2 separate regions of the Mus musculus genome follow, and region 1 is linked to region 2. A link is a contact called in public Hi-C data. All regions are on one chromosome and are shown on one strand. Each heading gives the region's core, a stretch centred on a gene start, on an enhancer-like site or on the middle of the called end of the contact. The rest is flanking DNA. Distances are from core to core; before and after follow the strand shown. Region 1 overlaps Etnk1 (ethanolamine kinase 1). Region 2 overlaps St8sia1 (ST8 alpha-N-acetyl-neuraminide alpha-2,8-sialyltransferase 1).

Region 1 (5,849 bases), core at 583-3,082, 270 kb after region 2:
TACTAAGAAGCTACTAATGCTATTTTGGCCAATTGTCATAGATAAGTGGCTGCCTCTGATATGCTTTTGGAAGCATGCTCTTCTAAGTTTTCAGCTGAGTGTGCTATGTATGTGGAGTTGGTTCTACTTGGGAAGTGGAAGGCAGGAGGCTAACCTTGGGTATGTGAGGTTTTTTTTTTTTTTTTTTTTTTTTTCCCCTGTAAAGTAGCTGGGAGGAGACTCAGTGGGTACAGTGCTGTTGCACAGCTGAGCACCAGAGTGTGCATTCCCAGAACCACTCAAATCCAGGATGCTGCGCACACCTGTCACCCCACTTCTGGGGGAGGAAGGTGGGGACAGTTGGATCCCTGGGGCTCCTTGGCCAGTTGAGCAAAAGTAGGGAACTTCAGGTTTAGAAGACGACTATCTCAAAGGCAGACAAAACGTCATCAACGAGGACATTCCTGTTGTTACCTTCTGGCCTACGCATTCATGGCAGGCACACGACCCGTACCTATGACCCCTCTCCCCAATTTACAAAACATTTAAATTCACACCAAACTAGATGTATGACTAGATGTATGCCTTTTGATCCCAGCCACTCAGAAGGCTGAGGGGGGAGTATTACTTGAGGCTAGGAATTTGAGGCTTGGGGGCTCAAAAATAGCAAGGTCCGCAGACACTGGGCACTGAGCCCTCTCGGTTAGGACGGTGCTCAGAGGACCTGTCCAGTGCTCCGAGTGCTTCCCGACTGACAAACCTAACTTAAATTAGGTGACACGAGGTGATCAGAAGTCCAGGGTCATCCATCCTCTGCTACTTAGTCCGAGGCTAGCCTAGGGTATTTGATCTCAAAAAGATCAGGCAAGAGTAATTGTACAAACTTAAAAGTGTTTATTTAATCACAACTTTGTGACACTTGATTCTCTGTGTCTTAGTTTGAATTGTTCTCAAGTATTTTTGTGTGTTAGGGTCATCGGGGAAGCTTTACTTATTCTCACTCATTAGCTAGACCCCAAGCAAGCCCATTAAATCAGAATTTGGGAGGATGGTAAATTGTTTTTAGCAGTGCTGCAGCTGGGGAGGGGATAGCGTTTGTCTTCTGGGATCATAGTTACAGTAGTGATAAACTGTGGCCAGGATGGGATGCTACGTGGTCAGAAATTCCTGAGTAGTTGCATCAGGAGTCAAGGATGCTGTGGCCATAGCAAGCAGCTGTGAGGTGCAGCCACTGTGTGAGGTGGAGGAATCTGGAAAGGTTTGCAGGAAGCAGCCAACTTGACCTGGCAGAGTTACTGTCAAAATGGAGCTTAGAAGGAAACCCCTAGAGCAGAGCCTGAGTGCAGTTGTATACAGGGTGCAGAAAGGCGTGGAAGACAGTTGAGGAACCTGGCTAACAGTGACACAGTGAGAATCTTTTTTAAATAGACTACTTAATTATCCTTAATTTAAAATTTTGTTTTTAAACAGGCTAATAGCTCGTCAGCTTGCTAAAATCCATGCTATTCATGCGCACAATGGCTGGATCCCCAAATCTAACCTATGGCTAAAGATGGGAAAATATTTCTCTCTCATTCCCACCGGATTTGCTGATGAAAACATTAATAAAAGGTAAATTACTTTGGTATTTGCATGGCTTTGCCCTTACTATGTACTGAAAGATAGTGCTGGTGTGCATTCCTCTCTGTATTAAAGTGAACAGTTGTTGACTGTGGCTCTCAGGTGACACTGCAGCAACAGTCTCCTTTCTCCTCGCCCTGTTGAAGCGTCCCCTCCCCACCCTGACCCTGAAGAAAGTCCCTACACAGTGAGGGGGGGGGGAGTTGCTGCAGACACAAGTATTCATTTAGACGCAATTATAAAGAACACCAGCAGAGGGCACAGCGGCACCAATTACCGTAAAGGTCTAGAGGGGTAGAGGTGTGGGTATGGGATGGGACTGTAAGAATTTAGGCCATCTTAATTTACTGTGTTTATTTAAATGGTAGATTATTAGGGTGAAAATTTACCTTCTGAGATCTTAGCTCTTTCACATTGACTACCAAGTTCAGACTGCAAGTGTTGGTTCATGTTTTATATGGGATTTTTTTAGATTAGTCTTAGAATCTAAATCTTGAATATTATTAGTAGTATAAACATGGAACATTTTATTAGGTTTCTATGTAAAGTGTGTTAAGGCTTTTGCTTTGTGTAGGAATTCTGTTTCCAGAACAACAGAAGCAAGCATGATTTAGAAGTGTTGACAGTGTGCTTACCCACACGTATGCACACACACCCAGAATCTCTTAAGCACATGTGCACACACAGAAAGAATATTGTAAGTGGTCTGGGAAGCAGCAGACTGTGGGTCCAGCTTGGCAAGTCCTCAGCTCCATGTCCCTGTCATGTCCCCTTGGCAAGTGCTCAGCTCCATTGTGTCATCTGTGTAAAGGGACCGGACTACTGTAGGTTATTAGCTGAGTTTGTTGGTGGTCTCCCCATGTAGATAATTTGTGTGGAGGGTAAAGGGTACTTTGATAGACTTTGGATGAAGAACCAAGAGGCCAGGCAGCTCTTTGGGAAGGAGTGACTAGCAGTCCGTGCCTGGAGGGCATGTGGCAAGCTGGAGGAGGTCGCCCATTCTGTGCCATTATATTTTCTATTAAATTTTATGCAAATAGATAACCTACATCCATACTTTTGGGTTCCTCCTTTTTCCCAGGCACCCTTCTATTAACCCTCGTGCTTAAAATCTATGTTAAGGGGGCTGGTGAGATGGCTCAGTGGGTAAGAGCACCCCCGTAATGAGATCTGATGCCCTCTTCTGGTGCGTCTGAAGACAGCTACAGTGTACTTACATATAATAAATAAATAAATAAATAAATAAATCTTAAAAAAATAAAAAAAAATCTATGTTAATAATTTTTTTTTTAAAAGAAACTTTCTCCTCAGTTGCACTGAGGCAAGTCATAGCTTTGTTGTTGAGATGAAGTAGTTAATTTGAGTGTGTCATCTCCATCTTAGATGGTGCTCTAGGGTTTTCTGAAGATAACTCATTTTCACCTTTCCTTGCTTAAAATAAACATTTTCAGTCTGTAACTTTAAATCATACACTTTGTGTCTCAGTCCCCTCGCCTGTATAGAGTGGCAGTTAGCATCAGGTGTTGAGAGTGGACACCACAGCTGCTCACTGCTTATTCTGTCCCTTTTAGTTTCTGCTCTACAGTTTAACTGTCTTATGTTTAAGTTGACTATAAAGGTTTTCTTTATTCAGGTTTTGGAACACTTTGATTTATTGTTGAATTCAGGAATATGTGCTTATTCAATAGAAAGCATTTGAGGTAGAATTTTAACTTTAAATTTGAAAGAAGTGTCAATTAGATAAACAACTCTTCTTTTAAAATGGAAAGGTTCCTGAGTGAGATCCCAAGCCCGCAGCTTCTGCAGGAGGAGATGACTTGGATGAAAGAGCTGCTTTCAAGCCTGGGCTCACCTGTGGTCCTTTGCCATAACGACCTGTTGTGTAAGAATATAATCTACAACGAGAAACAAGGTAGGTATTTGACCTTAGCAGTAAGTAATTTGATTGATTGCTCATATGCTCTTTTTAATGGTCCCTCGTCTTTGTATCAGTAAACAAGGAGTAAAACATACACAAAGATTTTTGCTTGAGGTTATAAAAATCATGGTAATTGCTATTAGGAATATACATATATATATATATATATATATATATATATATACATACATACACACACACATAAATACATATATATGGATAAAATGCCTTTAAATTGTTAAAAGTAGTTGGTTCTTGACTTTTTAAGTGTATAATGATAATTGTATGTATGTGTGTGTATATATACATATATATATGTATGTATATACTATACATAAATATACACATATAAATATATTTTTAAAAGCTGTTTGGCTACTTGTGATTTTGAAAGCATGTCTGCTGTAATGGGGAGTGTGGGAAATCAACAGATTTGCTACTGCACTGCTGGATCTGCGCTGTGGGCTTAGCAGCATTAGCAGCCAGGCTTTCTAATTCCTGTGTGTGTGCTGATACTCTAGGGAGAGACTCAAATGTAGCCTACTGCCTTTGTTCATATTTATAGCAAATGAAGTAGTAATAAAATAGCTTTGGTAAATAGACTTAAAATATTCTGAGATACAAGTTGATACTTTGGTGTAACTTTGTGTGACTGCTCATATCTTGATGCTTCCTGTTCACATGTAAGAGTCACTGGTTGCGTTATTAGGTCATTGGGTAAAGTGCTTTGAGGTTTGGTTGCTAAACAGTAAACATCTTCAAATATTAAATTGAAATTTGAAAGTACCATTTGTGTTAAAAATTAATAATTGAAGTGCTTGAAACTGGAGCCACTGCTTTTCAGAGAAGGCCAATTTTGAAAGTAGTTATTTTGTGGAGACTGTATTTTAAATTAAAAAAAAAAAGTGTTTTTATGTATATACTAAAACCAAAAAATCATTATTATTGTAGTCATAAATGTATTAAATTTCCTATTAGTGATTTTATATCCAGAGTTGGGACTGTTCTAATAAAATAATTGTTAATAATTATTGCTAATTTTAGCCTGAAACCCAACTAAAGAGGCACTGTCAAGGATGGTGCGGCCTTAAGTTATATTTTCAAAGACATTCATTTTTCATATTTGATATTTTAATGTGGATGAGAGATTGTTTTAAAAAAAAAACAAAACACTGCACTAAAGGCTGTGTTTTGAACTGTTTTAATTTTTGTGTGGAATCACTTCATTTTAAACTTTAGGTATACCGTAGAGCATAAGTGTTTGACAGTGTTCTTTGAGGAGTTGTTACGGTACGGGAGTGGTGACCAGATCTCAATGCCATATGAGATAGAAGCATTAGCTGTGCTTAGCAGGCCTGCTAGCGTTCAGTGCATTTGTGTAATGGAGTTTCATGGAAGGGACTTCATCTTACAGTGAAGTGGACACTCAGCTTTATCTTTAACTGCACGTTAAAGGGAATTTGTTACTTCCTTTGGAATATAGGTTTAAATATCATTTATATTTTATCTTTTTGCATATCCATTTCATAGAACAAACTTGTTTATAAAACTAAAAATAAGGGACCAAAAAAATCAGATTACTTTGTCATAGGTACTTTTCATTAAACATTTGTCAGTCTCAGCTCTTGATGATTTACATGTAAATCAAAGAGAAGAATTAGGTTCTAATTTGGTGTTAGAGGTCAAAATCCCTCTCCATGTCTCTCTGTCCCTTTCCTTCCAGTAAGAGTTCATGTTGTATTGCTTGCTCCTTGTCTTTTGAGTGTTAGTAAGGAAAGACTCTGTTATGTGTTCTCTTTATCAGTCAGTAGTTTTGTGTTTATTGGAAAGGCTGATTAGATCTTGGATTTCTATGTTAATAGTTGATACATAAGCTCTAAGACACTGTAGTTAGTGTTCAGGTAAAACTTAAAATTCAAGAACGCCTGACCTGATGTTCTTTGTTGTGATTTCAGGTGAGGAGCTAGTAGCTCTGAGATAATGAAAGCATGTGACCTATTTGAATCTGTAGTTACAAGTAGAAGATAACCACATTTTAGTCCAACAAGTTGGTAAGCTTAATGCATTTGGCCTAGGAGCATTGCTTTGACACTCCAGAGGTGATTTGAGAACAGGCAGTATGGGAGCCAGGTGTGTGTAGGTACATCTTGTATCCCAGCACATAGGAGGCAGAGGCAGGCAGATGTAGTCTACTTAGTTCCAGGACAGCTAGAGCTACTGAGACCCCATCTCAAGTGGGGGCTGAGGAAACCACAAAAGGGGGCTGGAGAGCTGGCTCTGCCTTTAAAGGCGAGGCTCTCAACCACAGCAGCAGCAAAGGCAAATTGGCTAC
Region 2 (5,348 bases), core at 1,635-4,134:
AAACACAGAGACACATACACACAGACAGACACATACACATACAGAAACATGCAGACACACACAGAGAGACACACACAGAGAGACACACACAGACAGACATACACACAGACACGATACACACACACACTCATGTGCGTGCTCATGCTACAATTCTGCAAGAGAGAAAACGTGTAATATCTACTTTCTGAGTTTGTTCTATTTCACTTAACATGACGATCTCCGGTTCTGTTCATTTTCTCACTAATGACATGATTTCATTTTTCTTCACACACGGACCACAGCGTCTTTACCCATTCCTCTGCTGACAGACATGAAGGCTGGCTCTATTTCAGTTACTGTGAGCAATGCAGAAACAATGTACCTATGCAGGTATCTCTGTGGTGTGCTCACTTAGAAGCCTTTGGGTATATGCTCAGCAGTATGGGCTCACTTTGCAGAGGCCGTGACTCTGGATCTAATGGGACAAATGTACAGGCCCTCTTTTTTAGGGCTGTGCTTGTTACTTATGCGTTTCAGGTTACTTGAAGCTCAGTCCTACTATCTAACCCTGACTGACCATTGATCCTCTTTCAAGGCAACCATTTGGCCAATCTAAGGTTACCCAAAAGACTTGGGAAGACCAAAATTCGTTTCTTAGCTTCTCCCTAATGGCTGTTTACCAAAGATCTCCCCACCCTCCGCCAACAGGTCTCTAAAATAAAACTTGTCTTTTTCAAACTAGTTAATAAAAATTGTGTTACTACAGTGTTCAGAAAGCCAAGCAGGAAAACCCTGAGGAAGCAGACTGGCTTAGAGCACTTCCAAGGTGCTCAGACTGAATCCTTTCTCTCCGTATCCAAGAGTCCTCCACCCCATAGCAAGAATCAAGCCACAAGGACAGCAAGCTAGGATCCTGGGAAGCCACAGGGTCCCCATTCCCCAGTGGCAGCGTCAGTCCTAAGAAAACATTCCAGCATCTGAAATCTTCACCACTGCCATCAGAACACGAGGATGCCAGCATGGCCTGACCAGCCTTTGCCTTACTCTCATCCTATTGCGGTCTAAGTGACAGATAGCTGAGGATCTATACGGTCCTTCTTGCTAATATTTTACTTCCACCCTTGCCTCAAAGCAGGAAACATGGAAAGACACGAGAAAAAGGTATGCAAGATTAAGATGAGGAAAGAAGATGGGAGAGGAGAGCCCAGTGGGCTAGCAGAGCCGTGTAACCCCCATCCTATCAGTCGTGAGAAACAGAGTGAATCATATCACAATGCAACAGACTCCACTCACCTGGGGGAAGAGGGAGTACGTGGAATTATCGATGGTGAACGAGTATAAGAGCTCCCCATCGTACCACAGGCTCTTCCCCATGGGGGAGTTCATCTTAGTCATAGCAAAGAGATGGGCAGGGTCACAGCAGTCTTCCATTTGTCTCCTAGGAGAGAAAAAGACGAGAACGGCAGGTTAAGTGAGCAGCCGGGTCACTCATTTGTCATCCGCACAGGAATGTGCGGCCTCACCCCAGTGCCAGCTCACTCTGCAGACTCCACAGAGCAGATCACACTCTGAGTGACTCCCACTCCCAGTCACTGAGTAATATTTCACTTAAAAATATTTCAGGAAAACATTCTAGCTCTCAGGTGTGTCTGAAATATGTTCAGAGGCAAAACATATGCATGACCCTTGGAGATGCATGGATTAGTCCAGCCATCTGGGTCCTGGAAAGACTTGAGCTGGCTCTGAAGGGCAACTAGGCTTTTGTGGCAGCAGAAACACACCTGCCGTCAGGCTGTAACTATCGGGTGGTTAAAAACAGTGTGGACGAATGCTACAGGCGAATGAAATGGCGTGGTCCAAACTAATATGCCAGAAACTAAGGGCTCGATTACAGAGAGGACCTCAGCAGCCCCTCTGAATAGAAGCAGGCGTGAAAGGAACACTATGGTCTAAGACAATGGCGAGGCAAACTGTCTTCAGCACTCCTTTAACGTAAGCCTCTGTGGAAACTGACAGTTGAACACTCTGACCTCTGCCTTGGCTGTTCACCCTCCGTGTTCGAAATAGCGCCCTCGCTCAGGATTGCCTGCCCTGAATGTTCTACCCTGTAGACTCCTGTTGGTTCCTCAACTACTGGCCTTGTTACTGCTCTATGGGTAAACCCATCAGGCGCTGAGCTTTAATGAGGAAATGAGCTGGCACTTGGGAAGACAAACTGCAGACACGATGGCACACCTCGAGTGCACCAGGAAGCACCTACTAAAGCACACTGCTGGTGTGACCGTGAGTTGCCAGAGGAGAGTAACTAACATCTCATTAGACATGCTAGGTTATCTTGGCTGGCCTCCCCTTCACACTAGTTTCAATGGGAAGAGGGCAGGGGATAAAAGTCTTACCCCCTACCATCCCCCACATCAAAGATGTTAATGCCATATTTTGCAACTATACCAGCATTCCATTGATCATAGACTGTTCTTCCCTTTCCTGTCCCACCCACCACCATCGACATCATTGCCATTATCATCAGGCTCTCTTTGTGTATACCAGGCTGGTCTTAAGTTCATCACCCTCCTGACTACTGAATGCTAAGGACTATTCACAACCATGCTCAGCTCACAAGTTATCCCTATATTTTGTCAAAAGAGCACTCTAGTAAGCTACATGATAAAAAACAATCTCTTAATACAGAGAGACGTCCCACCCGCGTGAATGTAAACTTTAGGGAGAATGCACTGAGTTTGGGTTTCCTGTCACGGGTCTGGTGATATCTCATTTTCTTTTGTTCTTTGAGCAACGAAAATTATTGTGAGTGTCATTAAATTCCATTTGCATCTACAAAAATGCACCACCTGTGGTTTAAAGACATGCCTGGGCCACAGGAAGAACACACATGCAGACCTCTGCGACCATGTCTAGGCTGTTTCCTCTCTGTTTGCCAATTGCTCAGAGCCATACCAACCCACTTCCCCTTTCTTTACCTAAGGAATCTTTTGCACAAATGGGCCCAGTGCCTGCCAGACAGCACACGCCTTCTGGACAGGGCTTCCACTCGGTTCCCACCATACCATGGAGCTGGGCAGCCTTATGATTCTCTCCCCACAGTCTGTCTCAGCTCACACAACCAACACCATGGCTGGATGGGGCTCTCTCTCAAGTCTTTCCGGCTTTCACCAGACCCTTGCATCCGGACTGAAGCTCTCACCTGGACTCCACTTTAACTCAGTATAAAGAATCACAAAGGAAACCTTGCCAATGTCGAGTGACAGCACTGCCTTCTGCCTGGCACCTGACAGCTTACAAATCACGTTCATGTGTGTTTCCTCTCTGAATTATAAAAAGCAAAAACAAAACCCAAAACAAAAACAACCACACAGGGAAAAAAAAATCCAGGCACATTTTTATGAAGTCACAGACAATGAAACCAGTGTCTAAGCCAATAGTTACACGAGTTTGATAGGCTAATGAATGACTTCTTATTCCTTTAAGGGGAGAAAGCAGAATTAGACGAAAAAAAAAAATAGCAGGATAGCAGGTGTTCCTCGAGGACAAATGTTTCCAGAAACATTGCAAATTTGCAATCTTGTTGCTCTCTTCAGTGCAGGCGCCTCTCCAACATTTTCTCTCTCTCTCCACAAATCCTCCACACCCACCTGTCCTGCTGACCTATGAGGTGCTAAGGGCGCACAAAGAGAAGATGCCCACGCACATGCCTCAGACCGGAGGGGCCTAACCCAGCTCGCCACCTACAGAGACCACGGCAACAACTTCGAAAGCAGCAGTTGAACCAGGGACACTCTGTACTTCCAGCACTGGGTGGCTGAGGCAGGAGAATAAGAAATTTACAGCCACCCTGGGCTACACAAGAATAAAAACAAAGCGGAGCCATTAGGTGCATCGGCTGGAATGTCATCATAGGATGTGTAATGAAGGGTTTGTTTTGTTTTTAATTCTTAGGTAACATTGTGGTAGGCTCTTCAGATGTGAAAGTAGACTCAAAAATTAAGAAAGCAAGATCTGCCTTCAGAAAACATAAGGAAAGGGCAAACAAGCTTAAGCTACAACCACAGATTAACCAACGAAACCACAGCAATCTTCAGGGCTCTGCACAAAAAAAAGGAACAAACAAGAAAATGGAAAAGCAACTTACACAGAGAGACAGACAGACAGACAGAGAAACAGGGAGACAGAGAAACAGGGAGACAGAGAAACAGGGAGACAGAGTCAGAGAGACACAGGGAGCACCAAGAATGTGTCTAGTAAGTTAAGGCAAGTTTTATAAGGAACTCTTCCAGCTCAATAGTCGGAAAACCAATAATGTCATAGCCAGGAACCAAACAGAAACTTGTCCCCAAAAGATGCAGAGATGGAAAACAAGGCCAGGAAGGCTCAAGGGTAAATGTGCTTGCTATGTAGGCCTTATGGCATGGTTTGATACCTGGAACCCAGGGTTGACATGGAGAGGGGAGGGGTGCTGGATATGGCAGCATACATTTGTGGTCTTGATCCTCCCACTATGGAATGGGATGCAAAGACAGAGTCAGGTGATGGAAGAGGATAGGTCAGCTATCCTGAAGCATGCTGGGCAGTCGCAAGGAGGCCTTGCCTCAAGAGCAAGGCTGAAGGAAGAGAAGTAATGGAACCTACTTCAGCCTGCCCCCGACCTGCCCAGGCTCGCCAGGGTTTCCTTCCTCTCACTCTGCCTCACTTTTTTTGGTTTTCCATCTCTCTCACGCATACACAATTACTTTTTTTCAAAATTAAAAGCAGCAGGCAACAGTCACCCAGAAAGAGACTTAGCTTCCTTCACCATCAGGGAAGTGTGTGGTGAAGCCCCGGAGAGTCATAGCCCACACCTGTACTGATAGCCATCTCCAAAGAGCAAACAGCAAGAAACATCTGGGTAAAGAGAAGGAGCCCCACGCACTGCTGATACAAATACAGTGTCATAGGCACTGTGGAAGAGAATACAGAGGCTCCGCAAGAAACCGAAAAATGAAATTCTCACATAACCCAGCTGTCTTCATGCTGGATACGCACGCAAGAGAGATAAAATCACCACCTCATAAAGGAGCCTGTGTTCGCCCTGCGTGACTCACAACGGCGACTGTAGGGCGATCATCTAGATGCCATTAACAGATGGGCGAACAGAAAATGGAATGCAATTCCGCCTTAACAAGAGGGCCCTGCCATTTGTCACTTGCACAGGCCTCCAGGGTATTAGGTTAAGTAAGATAAACCAGGCACAGAGGCACAAGGAGAGTATGATGTCATTTGTATGTGGACTCAAAAACAAAACAAAAAACAAAGGCAGCAGCATAAAAGATGAAACCTCGACTATCCGTCATGAGAGCAGGGGTGGGAAGGAAGTG

The links. A called contact is a pair of places that touch in the nucleus more often than the background predicts.
Region 1: a Hi-C map of regulatory T cells shows a contact between it and region 2, with 4 times the contacts expected there. The contact joins two enhancer-like sites. A contact is called at or near these places in 2 of 484 Hi-C or Micro-C datasets (CD4 T cells and regulatory T cells) and 2 of 115 datasets of contacts at active chromatin or transcription factors (embryonic stem cells and thymic regulatory T cells).

What each region holds. Positions count from the first base shown.
Region 1 is chr6:143,183,124-143,188,972 of GRCm38.p6, forward strand. It overlaps Etnk1 (ethanolamine kinase 1), which reads left to right. Exons shown (of 8, transcript NM_029250.2): 3 at 1,450-1,590; 4 at 3,369-3,511. Among named protein-coding and RNA genes, the nearest start is that of Etnk1, 19 kb to the left of the region's middle. Within about 2 kb of position 1,833, at least 5 of the 459 cell types and tissues checked have an H3K27ac peak or open chromatin away from gene starts, as enhancers often do. A contact at or near this core is called in regulatory T cells, where this site is marked.
Region 2 is chr6:142,912,752-142,918,099 of GRCm38.p6, forward strand. It overlaps St8sia1 (ST8 alpha-N-acetyl-neuraminide alpha-2,8-sialyltransferase 1), which reads right to left. Exons shown (of 5, transcript NM_011374.2): 2 at 1,273-1,417. Among named protein-coding and RNA genes, the nearest start is that of St8sia1, 49 kb to the right of the region's middle. Within about 2 kb of position 2,885, at least 89 of the 459 cell types and tissues checked have an H3K27ac peak or open chromatin away from gene starts, as enhancers often do. A contact at or near this core is called in regulatory T cells, where this site is marked.